Regions from separate parts of the Oryctolagus cuniculus genome. Here region 1 is linked to region 2. A link is a contact called in public Micro-C data. All regions are on one chromosome and are shown on one strand. The core of a region is the stretch at or near the end of the contact, and the rest is flanking DNA. Distances in the headings are between cores, read along the strand shown.

Evidence for each region. Hi-C and Micro-C count contacts between places; a contact is called where the count stands out from the background.
Region 1: a Micro-C map of ear pinna shows a contact between it and region 2, with 2.0 times the contacts expected there. The contact joins the enhancer-like site here to the promoter of RESF1 in region 2. A contact is called at or near these places in 2 of 6 Hi-C or Micro-C datasets (ear pinna and skin fibroblasts).

The regions. Positions count from the first base shown.
Region 1 is chr9:128,216,063-128,221,329 of mOryCun1.1, reverse strand. No RefSeq gene overlaps it. Among named protein-coding and RNA genes, the nearest start is that of BICD1, 58 kb to the left of the region's middle. Within about 2 kb of position 3,094, at least 1 of the 8 cell types and tissues checked has an H3K27ac peak or open chromatin away from gene starts, as enhancers often do. A contact at or near this core is called in ear pinna, where this site is marked.
Region 2 is chr9:128,139,790-128,145,661 of mOryCun1.1, reverse strand. It overlaps RESF1 (retroelement silencing factor 1), which reads right to left and starts at 3,613. Exons shown (of 4, transcript XM_008259424.4): 1 at 3,463-3,613; 2 at 2,361-2,451.

The DNA of each region.
Region 1 (5,267 bases), core at 1,845-4,344, 76 kb before region 2:
ACTGCTCCGCCTCCCCAGGCGAGGCTCAGGCCGGCTTAGGGAGGCGATCAGGCGGGCAACCCTGGGAACGGTTCTTCACAGGCCTTCCTCCCTCCTGCTGCTCCTGGCCTTGGAGCTGGAGGCCCATTTCTCTGACAAGTGAGGCTAACAGACATGACTGACAGTGCAGAGACCCGGGCGGGGGGCAGGGGTACCTGTGGTCGCACAGTGACTCGGGCTTGTTGCCAGGGACCCCTCTCGCCCTAGTTAGGAGAAGAGCTGCTCGCGGCTCCTGTGTGTGTCCTCAGGTGCCGTCACTGTGTGGGGCATGGTTCTCCAGTCCGTGAAGAGTTCATGGTCATTGTCTCCAGGGTGGTCTCAGAAATAAATAGTCTTACACTTTCCACATGTCTTGGCCAACACTTCTAGTCCCACCCAGCAGGAAAGACCTCAGAGCTGACTAGCCCACTGAGGAAAACACGAAGACTTTGCCTGCAGATCTGCTACAATGGTTTGCCTTACTTTTTTTTTTTTTTTTTTTTTTTTTTTTAATCAAGTTCAAAGGAGTCAGCGCATTTTTTCTAAGCTGCGCCTTCTTCTAACAGAGACCTGTTTGGTGTACCATTTTGGAATTGAGTGAAGGGACCCCTCTTCTCTGGAGGTTTAATTTTTGCAACACTGCTTAGACAGCACTTGATTCAATCTTGGATCAGAACCTCACGCTGGTGGTCTTGGAAATTCTGTCCACACCAGAGTTTCCCGTCTTCCCTATGCAGCCAAGCCTTTTCTGAAAACACATCGTCCTGTCTCCCCAGCACACCGGGGCTCAGATTCGCTCCTGCACGTTCTCAAGTTCTCACCTGCCTCCTGCTGCAGTTCTGATCTTTCACCTTGACTTTGTAGAAAGTCAACTCGCTTCTTCAGTAACTTTCTCCCATAGGGCCGTCAGGGTCCCACCTAGGTCAAAGAAGCAAAGCACTGGGCCTTCCACATCTCCAGATTCTGTCTACACCTCAGAGGACTCACTGGCACCCAGCCAATGACGGAATTCCTTTCTCTGTAAGGACTGAGTAGTACCCCTTTGTGTATGTGCTACTTGGCCTCACTGAGACAAGGAATCATTTCTGTTCCTTTCCATGTGCAGACGATGAAGCCAGGGAGGTAGCCAGCAGCAAAGAGCCGAGGTCTGACAGCCCCAGCCTGCGGCAGCCCTGCGTGACCCACACTGTGTGACAGCCCCAGCCTGCAGCAGTCCTGCATGACCCGCTGTGTGACAGCCCCAGCCTGCAGCAGTCCTGCATGACCCGCTGTGTGACAGCCCCAGTCACACCATCCAAATCCCTTTCTAGTGTATTGCCAGACCCCACCCTCTTCCGCACAGCAGAAACTGCAACTTCCTCTATGTTGCAATTTAGGATCAATGCCAGAATAAACAAATCTTTAAAAAAAAACCACAACCAGTGCCAGCTAGAATTATCTAATATGACTGTAGGCTGCATCCCCGCAGTGCCTATTAGGTCATTATAATGACATAACCATGGCTGACACTTCCACTCCCATGATGCACCTGCTATGACACTTCTGAGACTTCCAAAAAAGGACAAGAAACAAGAGGTACTTGAGCCCGCGGGAAGCTCCACCTCTTTGCATATTCCATTAAGCTCCGCCCCAGACACCACCCCTTTACGTCCCTGTAGTATAAAAATGCAGCCCCAAACCTTACTGATTACAGCTCATTCTCCATCTTGCCTGCATTTATTCCTTGTGGGTGTATTTGTCCTTCACAGAACGACCAATTTTCAGTAACAGATCACCGATGCTGCAGGAGGAGACTACATTTCTAAATTGATTCACTTTTTAAAAATTATACCACGTGCAGCAGGAGTGTGACGTAAACCCACTGAAAAAACATTTGAATATTCTCCAGCAAGTTTCACTTTTCGTTTCTTGTTCACTGAAGTTTGATACACGTGAATGTAATAAGATTTTTCATAATTTTACTGTTTTGAAAACATTAGTAATTAACATTAAATTGCCTTATAACATTTTTAATGATTTGTTATTTTGTCATGAAGAAACTAAGAATGTGGTAAAATATCAGTTTTGTGAAAAAAAAAAAAATTATACACCCAAGCCTCTCTCACAGAACACCAACACTCCTGGTTTTTCAGGGCATACCCCCCACATTCGGAACCCGAGGACAAGGCTGAGTTGAATGCGCTTTCTCCCTATAAACCCCTTCCACAACCACCCCCCCACCCCCGTCACAAGACCCAAGGCAGATTGCTTAGAGGGCTTGGGAGAGAATAACAAGCATCTGGCTCCGCAACCCACAGCCAGATCCAAGAAAAACAGCTGCCAGCCATCCTCCCTGTACCCCGCACCAGCCCTTTCCAACTGCTACTGGGCGCCAACAACCCAGCAACAAAGGAAACCACAGGATAAAAGACCAGAGTGCAGCGGTGTAAGGCTACCGATGGCTTCAGCCACCTAGGCACACACGCAAGTGTGTGTGGCCCAGGTTCTCGGGTGGACTGTACGTCTTTGAGAACTGGCCTAGGAAATCCCCAACAGTGACTTGAGGCAAGAGGCAAAGAAGCCACTGAACACTCAGCACCGCAGGCAGCAGCAGCCCAGACCCTGAGATCGAGTGCCAGCCTCTCGATTCCTCCACCGACAGACCCTCCTGGCGGTCCTCACGTGTGGGGCTGTGGCTGCTCAGACCTGGCACTGGGAACCCAGACCTCACTGCGCTGTCACCCTCTGCTGCTTTCTCTTGCTTCCAGGCGAGCAGCCTTCTGGTGGCTCAAGGGCCTGGCACTGGCACTGGCTCAGCTGCTCTGAGGCCACCTTGGCTCTGTCACGTGACGGATCATGTCAAGACAGCAGCTGCAAGAGGGCAAACTCAACTAATGAGACAGGAGGCAGAGACCTGCCAGATTTCCTCTGGGTTTTTAAAAAACATTTTTATTTATTTATTTTTTAATTTGAGAAGCAGAGAGAGAGAAAGAGAGAGAGCTCCCATGTGCTAGAGCACTCTGCAAACACCTCCAACAACCCTCCACAGAGCGGGGGACCAAAGGCAGGTCTCTTGGTGGGTGGCAGGAGCCCAGTCGCCTGAGCCCTCCCTGCTGCCTCCTAGCGCCTGCATGAGTAGGAAGCTGGAATGGAGAGCCGGAATCTGCGGTCAAAGTCAAATCCAGGTACTCAGACGCGGGACGCAGGTGTCTCAACCAGCAGCCTACCAGGCCAAATGCCCTCTCCAAGACTGGGTCCTTTATAACAGCCCCCCAGGGTCCCACAAGCACAACACAGATTCCTTCTGAGGGCAGTGCCTTCAGGGACCTAATGCCTCCCAAGAGGCCCCACCTCCTCCAGGTTCCACCACCTCCCAGTACCTGAATCCTTAGGAGACAAAGGGCATCCAAATCATTGCAGACCACAGCAGTTAGTAATTGTGAGGCCTCCACAAAACACACCAAACACCGCACTTAAGGGAGGTAGACGCAAACCCAGAAGAACATGTCACTTGTTTCTTTTCTGTTTTTGTTTTTGACAGGCAGAGTGGACAGTGAGAGAGAGAGAGACAGAGAGAAAGGTCTTTGCCATTGGTTCACCCTCCAATGGCTGCCGCAGTCGGCGCACCGCGCTGATCTGATGGCAGGAGCCAGGTGCTTCTCCTGGTCTCCCATGGGGTGCAGGGCCCAAGCACGTGGGCCATCCTCCACTGCACTCCCTGGCCACAGCAGAGAGCTGGCCTGGAAGAGGGGCAACCGGGACAGAATCCGGTGCCCCGACCGGGACTAGAACCTGGTGTGCTGGCGCCGCAAGGCGGAGGATTAGCCTAGTGAGCCGTGGCGCCGGCATCACTTGTTTCTACACACAGATACGAGTAGTTAGGTGTGGACAAAAACAAGGCATCTCTGAAGAACATCTCAAACCAAGCTCCTGCATTTTCGCGAATGAGAAAACATTCAGGCTGCTGACATTCAGTGAGCTTCTTGATGCCACATGGCAACTCGGTGCTAGACTTGAACCAAGAAACCTGGTCTCCCTATTCTCAGGCTAAAGTCCTCCCTGGTAACTGCACGCCCCACAAGCAGAAGGATGTGAATGAGCCGTCACTCAGTCTCACTCAAGGTCTGCACACTGGCTTCCTGGGCAGCTGTGGCGCCCGCTGCCCCTGTCCACTCTGCAAATTTACTGGAGTTACAGCACCTTCGGGGCAGATGCTGTGTCCAGTTTGACTTCAGCAATCACAGAGCAACTGACCAAGGGCTTGGCAGATGGGGACTTCAGGGCTTCTGAGCAGGGTGCTTCCTTACCTGCTGCTGACCGACACCTGGAGGGAATTCGTGGGAAAAAATAAATAGAAGCACTTATATATGGGGGGACAGAGAGATAGAAAGAGATCTTCGATATGTTGGTTCACTGTGGGAAGTAAGCCCACCTGAGACCACCGACCTACTAAAGATTAGATTCAGAAGCATAAAGGAAGCGGAAAGCGAGGTGTCTGTTGATACCTGGTACTGGGAGCAGTGAGCAGGGGGTGGAAGCAGGCACCGCCCTCAGAAATCCAGCTCTTTTTATCCCCGCCATGCAGAAGTCCCCTCCCCCACTCCTCACCGAAACTTGGGAGGTGCACCTACACCTGAGAGGCTACCTAAGGCAGAGTGAAGGAGGGGTAATGGCCGATTTAGGACAGGGGAAGGGGAGTTACACCGCGGGATCATCAGCGCACCAGGAACTCAGAGGCAAGAGCACTGTGTACCAGACATCTGGTTGTTAGAGATTACAGAATTGCTGAAGGTTACAAAGATAACAAGTGGTGCACAGTTTGCCAAGCTGGCTCAACAGTCAACCTGCTGTGAGGTTCTCGCAGCTCCCTATCCACATGCTGCTGACGCCTACTATCACGCCTGCAATCGGCTGTCTTTTATGCAAACACACCACGATCATTTCTGACATTCACTTCCCAAATGCTCACAACAGCCACGGCTGGGCCAGGCCAAAGCCAGGAGCCAGAAATTTCACCTGGATCTCCCAGGCGGATGTGGTAGGAACCCAAGCACTTGGGCCATCACCTGCTGTCTCTTAGGGTGCATCAACAGGAAACCAGAAGCAGAAGCAGAGGCGAGACTCAGTTCCAGGTGATCCGATATGGGATGTGAGAGCCCCAAATGAGGCTTAACCTACGATACCGCGCTGTCTGCCGCCTTGCTGGGTGTTTTATCTACAACTGATTAAAACATCCAAACCAATAACAGAAAATTGTAATTCAAGTGGTT
Region 2 (5,872 bases), core at 2,364-4,863:
GGAAGCGCCTCTACTGCTCATCACCGTGCTGCTCACGCACTGGGAGGCAGCAGGTGAAGGCACAGGCACTGAGTAACGGCCACCCACACATCTGAGGCCAAAGAGGCGTTCTGGGCTCCCAGCTTTGGCCTGGTCCAGCCCTCACTGTTGCAGGCACTCTGTTGTTCTGCTGTTCAAGTAGAAGAAAATAAACATTAAAAAAGGAAGTGTTGGTATGGACGTGGACAAGCTGGAACTCTCACGCACATACTCTGGGTAAGTCTGCCAGTTCCTCGAAGGCTCCCACAGCTCCATGGCCAAGGAATTCCACTCCTGGTGTTGACCCAACAGAGCTGAATGCACAGGTCCCTAAATCCCTTTCAATCATTCTTAACAGCAGCCCGAAGGAGAACCATCCAGATGTCTGCCAACTGACGGAGAGATGAACAAAGCGTGCTGTGATACAGCCCATGGGGCAATATTTGGCAATTAAAAGGAATGACATATATTCCTTGAAAGCACTGTGCTAGAGAGAGACAACCACAGTAGACCAAATCTTCTACGATTTCAGACTGACAGGAAACTACACCAGGGTCTGCTCAGGAATGGCTGGGGTGGGGAGGATGAGGCACTACTACCGCTGAGCCAGGAGATTCTAGTTCTGGGGTTAAGAAAACATTCTTCAGGTCACGGGGGTAATGGTTGCAAAACCCTAACATACTAAAAACCAGCAAACCATACCCTGAGTGTATACTGGATGAATGCATGCTGTATGAAATCTCTCAGTCTTTTTAAAAAAAAAATTCAGCACATCCCTGTTAGAGCACAGATACCCTCAAGCACAGAGTGGAGAGTGGAGCCGGCGGCTGTTTGCCCTGCTCCAGGCTGCCTGCAGCTGATTAGATACACATCTGGAGAGGGCAGTACCGCCCAGTGGAGGGAGGGCTGTGGGATCTACTGACATCTCTGCAGAGGCCACAGATACTGTTCTGTTCAAAGTCTTTAAGACTTTCAGATTCACATTCTGGTTCCATTCACAACTTCAAAATTACGTAACCTAATAAATTCTCCCTTGGGGCTTACCCCCCCCCCCAAAAAAAAAAAAAACGCACACACCATCTGACTATACTTTGTTTCTTAACACTTAATTGGACAATACAATTTCTTTAAACACACTTTGCAATTTTAACCACAAGAGTTTATTTATAAATGAAGCCTTGTAATCCGATCCATCCCAGGAGAATCTAAGTTGTCATCAGATTCTGGGAGGCTTCGAACAGAGCAGCAAAAGCGTGGTTCTGGTCTCACTGACACACTAGCCTCTGCAGGCCAGCCTCCCCCAGCGCCCAGCATTTGCAAGTACTTAGGGCAGGGCCGCCCACAACAATGCTCTTGGAATTTCTCAAGGTTCCTTAGACTACTTCCTCCTCCTTTCAAGGATTCTTCACTGAAACTTTAACTTGCATTTCTATGGCCAGGGCTGGTCAGAGACTCTTCCTTTATCTCAAACCGAATGCTTTCTGTGTCTTCTTGAATAGTTGGGGGTGGGGAGCTGGCCTGGTTAGACAAAACAAAGATTCTTGAAATTTACCTTTAAAGAAACAGGACTAGATCAGTTCCCTAAGCAAGAGCTCCTGAAATAAACCGCTGATAATCCAGAAAGTAACCAGAAAAAGCCAACCTCCACAGAACACAAGGCGGGCACTCTGTGCTTCCAACAGGGCTGCAGGCAAAACCTTCTGTGGCCAACAAGTGATTGGTGTTTCCTAACAGAAGGACCACCTCCCCCTCCAATAAAAAGACCCCGCAGGATCTACAGTGATTGCTTAATCAACACACAGCTCAAGAATCTGGTAAAAATGAGTGCACTGAATTTCCTGCAAGATAGTGTAAGCTTGTCAGATGGCGGGACACTGCCCATGATGAGGACAGTGAAGATGGACAGAGCATTTACTACGTGCCAGGACCTGTTCTAAGCGTGTTCTGTGTATGAAACCCACGTGCCTTGTCTCAGTAATCCCATGAGGTAGGTGCTACTGTTCTCTTACAGATGAGAACACAGTTAGGGGCCAATCTTCCCAAGGTGGCACAGCAAGGGGTTGCAGGGTGGATGCCCAGAGACCATCACTCGGCCTGCACAGGACTGGTTCCCCCACCACTCACTCCACCGCCCCAGCAACCCCTTCCTTCTGGGGCCGCGATGAAGGGCTGGATCCTCAGCACCACACCAACTACCCCGTTCCTTCTGCAGCTGTAACACCACCCCCATTGTGTCCTGTGGTTAATTTTCAACCGGTGTTGATCTGGAGTTAATCATTTTATTCCACAACAGATAAATTACTCGCTGAAAGGGAAGGGTCAGGGGATTAAATCACACTTACCTTCAACTAGAACTCTTCTCTAGTAAGCTTGTTTCCATTGCCCTGCAAACGTGCCAGTCTAAGTGCACACAGTATCTACACTTCTTTGGTTCTAGGGAGAGCAAAAAAAAAAAAAAAAAAATCACTGTGTGATGAGTGGCAGGACCCGCTAGCTAACGCGTTTGCCTGACATGACACATGACTGTGCAGCTGTGTCCCTTAAGGTTGCCCTGAAAGCACAGTAAACACACTGCATTCTTAAGGGTGCTAGAACGGGACAGAAGCCAGATCTGGGCTCAAAACGCCATTCCCTTAGGTTACAATGCATACACTTCTCCGGGTTCCCTCAGTTCGGAGCAGAAACGTCCCATCTCAGCGATGTTCCTTTGGCATTAATGAAAGGGAACGCGACTACCGGGGCTGGAGGGGGCAGGGAGGAACGTCACTCAGTGCAACTCCATCCTGATTGAGAGTCAACACGCTCTGCAGAAACCCGCAGCTGCCGAGCGGCTCGTGCGGCGAGCAGACTCACATCACCTGCTTTCCCTCCTGCAGGCAGGCGCTCGAGGCCCACCGAGCGAGTCCCCGGGGAGCGCGCATCCCGCGGGACGCCGCCCCAGCTGCCCGAGGCGCGAACTCGCGCACGGGGACCCCGGCTCCTCCGCACGGGCGCGCCCACGGTCGCCTGCACGCGCGAGCCGAGCGCCCGCGCCCCGGGTTCGGCTGCACAGGGGCGGGGACACACAGAAAGGAAAACAAAGGTGTGGGGGGTTTTTTGGTCCTTTTTTCTTCTCCCCACTCTTCCACTCCAGCGACAGAGAGCGGTCCGCCGCGACGCGACACCGCGTGCGCCCGCCCGGGCCCCGCCCCGCGCCCGGGGCTCGGTGTCCTCTCCGGCCCCGCCGCCCCTGCGTCCCCGACGGGCAGCGACCGCGGCGGGCGGCGGCCCGAGGGCGCGGAGGGCTGGGGGCCGGGCCTGGAGCTGCCCGCGGCCGCCGCTCGCTCCGCGCCGCAGAACAAAAGCCCGCGGCTGCCAGCGCGCCCGGCCCCGGCCCGCGGCGCCCCGCCTGGCCGTCCCCGGGAGGCGAGCGAGGCTCCGCGCGGTACCCGGCCGCCCACTTACCGCGGACGCGGAGGACAGCCCCGGCCGGCAGGCAGGCAGGCAGGGGAACGCGGCCGCCTCCCGGCCCCGGAGTTTAAGTCAAGTGGGGTCCGCCTCCAGGGGCGGGCCGGGCAGCCCGGCCCCGGCTTCCCGCACAGCTGAGCCCCGCCCCGGGCGTGCGGCGCGGGGCGGCCCCGCTCCCGGTCCTAGTGCCGCCCAGATGCCGCGCTCAGGGCCCCGGGCCCGCGCCGCTGGCCCTGCAGAGCACTTTCCCTGGGCTCCGGTGAAAGCTGCTGAGCCACGTGAAGAGCCTCTCGCTTCTTATTTGCATCAGAATTTTGGCACAGCGGTCAGAAACAAAAGCCTTAGAGCTATTTTCGCCTGTCACCTGCGCGCTTGGCAGCAGTACCCCAATTCCCTGCGGTCCCCTTCAGCTCACTCAGCCCTGCCCTGCTAGGACCGTCGGCCAAACCCCATCTTAAGGGTCCAGCCATTAGCCCCAGCTCCCCCCACTCTAAGACCCTCACCAGCCACACCCCTCTCGAGGGAGCTGCCTCCAGCCCAAGCTCTAGCCACTATCTCAGAAGCCCAGCCCAGCCAAGCTCCTCCCAAGCCGTCCCATCCACTAAGCTATATAAGCCACCAGTCTGTGCGGGCCCACTCCCTCCCTGCTGTGTGTTCCCAGGTGGCTCTCTGTTGCACGCTCACCAGGAGGGAGCCCCTCTCTGGTCTGTCTCTGAATAAACCTATTCTAGCTGTGAGTCCTTGTTCTGTCTCCTCGTTGTCCCGCTTTTCTGTCCTTACATCACGAACCTGGGTCGAGTCCCGGCTCCACTCCAGATTCCAGCTTCCTGCTCACGTGCCCGGTCCTGATAGAGAAACTTACTTGGTCACCCAAGTCACAGTTTGTGTCTCTCCACAATCTCATGCCTTATTGATCATCCCAGTCAAATCAACTCCAGGAAGTCACAGGGCCTAAGAAACCCAAGGAAACTGGGGGTGTCCGTGAGTAACTGAGGCAAATGTCAAGTTCTTAATCCAATGGTAAACCAATGGATCAATCATATAATCCAGTCAAGCAACACACTGAATTCAGTTTGCATGAACAGCAGTGGGAGAAGTAAAAACACGGTTTCTTTTCAAAAAGCTTAGCTCTGAGTTGGAAATTACTTGTAGCCTGTGGGGAGCAACTCGGACTAGACTAAGTTACTCGAATTAAGACTTATTCTACGCATCTGCTCTCCCACAATATGGCGCTGGGAGAGGAGTAAAAACAACTTTTACACAGCTGCCTCCAGTTCAACCAATAAACAGTAGGACCTGCTCCTGATTGGAGGAGAGCAGCGTGCTCGGCATGTGGGTAGCAGAGTTGGGATTGGTGGAAGAGGACTATAAAGGAGGAGAGAGACAAGATGCACCAGGAACATCTAAGAGGAACACCTGAGAAGCCCCCGAGAGAGCCGGGCGGGCGGTGTGCCGCTCCCCCGCGGAAGTGGGGAAAGTGGCAGGGGGCACCGCCCTTCCACGGAGGTGGAAGGGACGGTAGCCAACCCGGGAAGAACCAGCAGCCAACCCGGGAAGAACCAGCAGCAAACCCGGGGAGGGCCGAGCAGACGAAAGAACAGCGCAGGGTCCTGTGTCGTTCTTCCGCGAAGAGGGGGAGCGACAGTAGCCAGCTTGTATAGAAGCTCGCTGATGTAGCAGCCACAAAGCTCACGCACTTGAAATCCGCCCCCCCCCCAAGAAAAAACAGTATAGTCAAATAGGGAAGGGTCAACTACATAGAGCCAGTGAGCCATTTCTCAGAGGTGGAAACTTGAACAGGAGGGAGGAGAGGCGATTGTCTTATAAAAAATAATAAAAACTTAGGTAACCTCTGGGAAGACTGTAACCCCACAGTACTCAGCCAGTGCAGAAATGGGGGCGGGATCTGCATGTTAGGAAAATAAGTCCCTGCTGGGACTACACCCACTGTGCCTGCCTCCCAAACACCCAATCTTTCAAGGCCACTGTTAAAAGCCTGGTTTTCCTGTACTTTGTGTCCAAGTCTGTTCCTTGAGTGTAGGCAGGTGGGAGTGTTTCCCACTGTAGGTGGTACCGGGTTGTAGAAGAGCCGCAAGCATGGGAGCAGAAGCTGAGTGCAGAGAGGGCAGAGAGTGGCCTCAGAGAGACCTTCCTTCCTACCACGCAGGGGCTGCACTGGTCTGGCCTCAGACTGCATTCAGACCATCAGGGGCGTCACAGCTTTTAGGAGGCAAAGGGTGCAGGCATCAGCTCTGAGACCGGTCCTCTTCACAGCATGCTGTTCTTTTTTTAAAGATTTATTTTATTTATTTGAAAGGCAGAGTTACAGAGAGGCAGAGACAGAGAGACGGAGAAAGTCTTCCATCCACTGGTTCACTCCCCAAATGGCTGCAACGGCCAGAGCTGG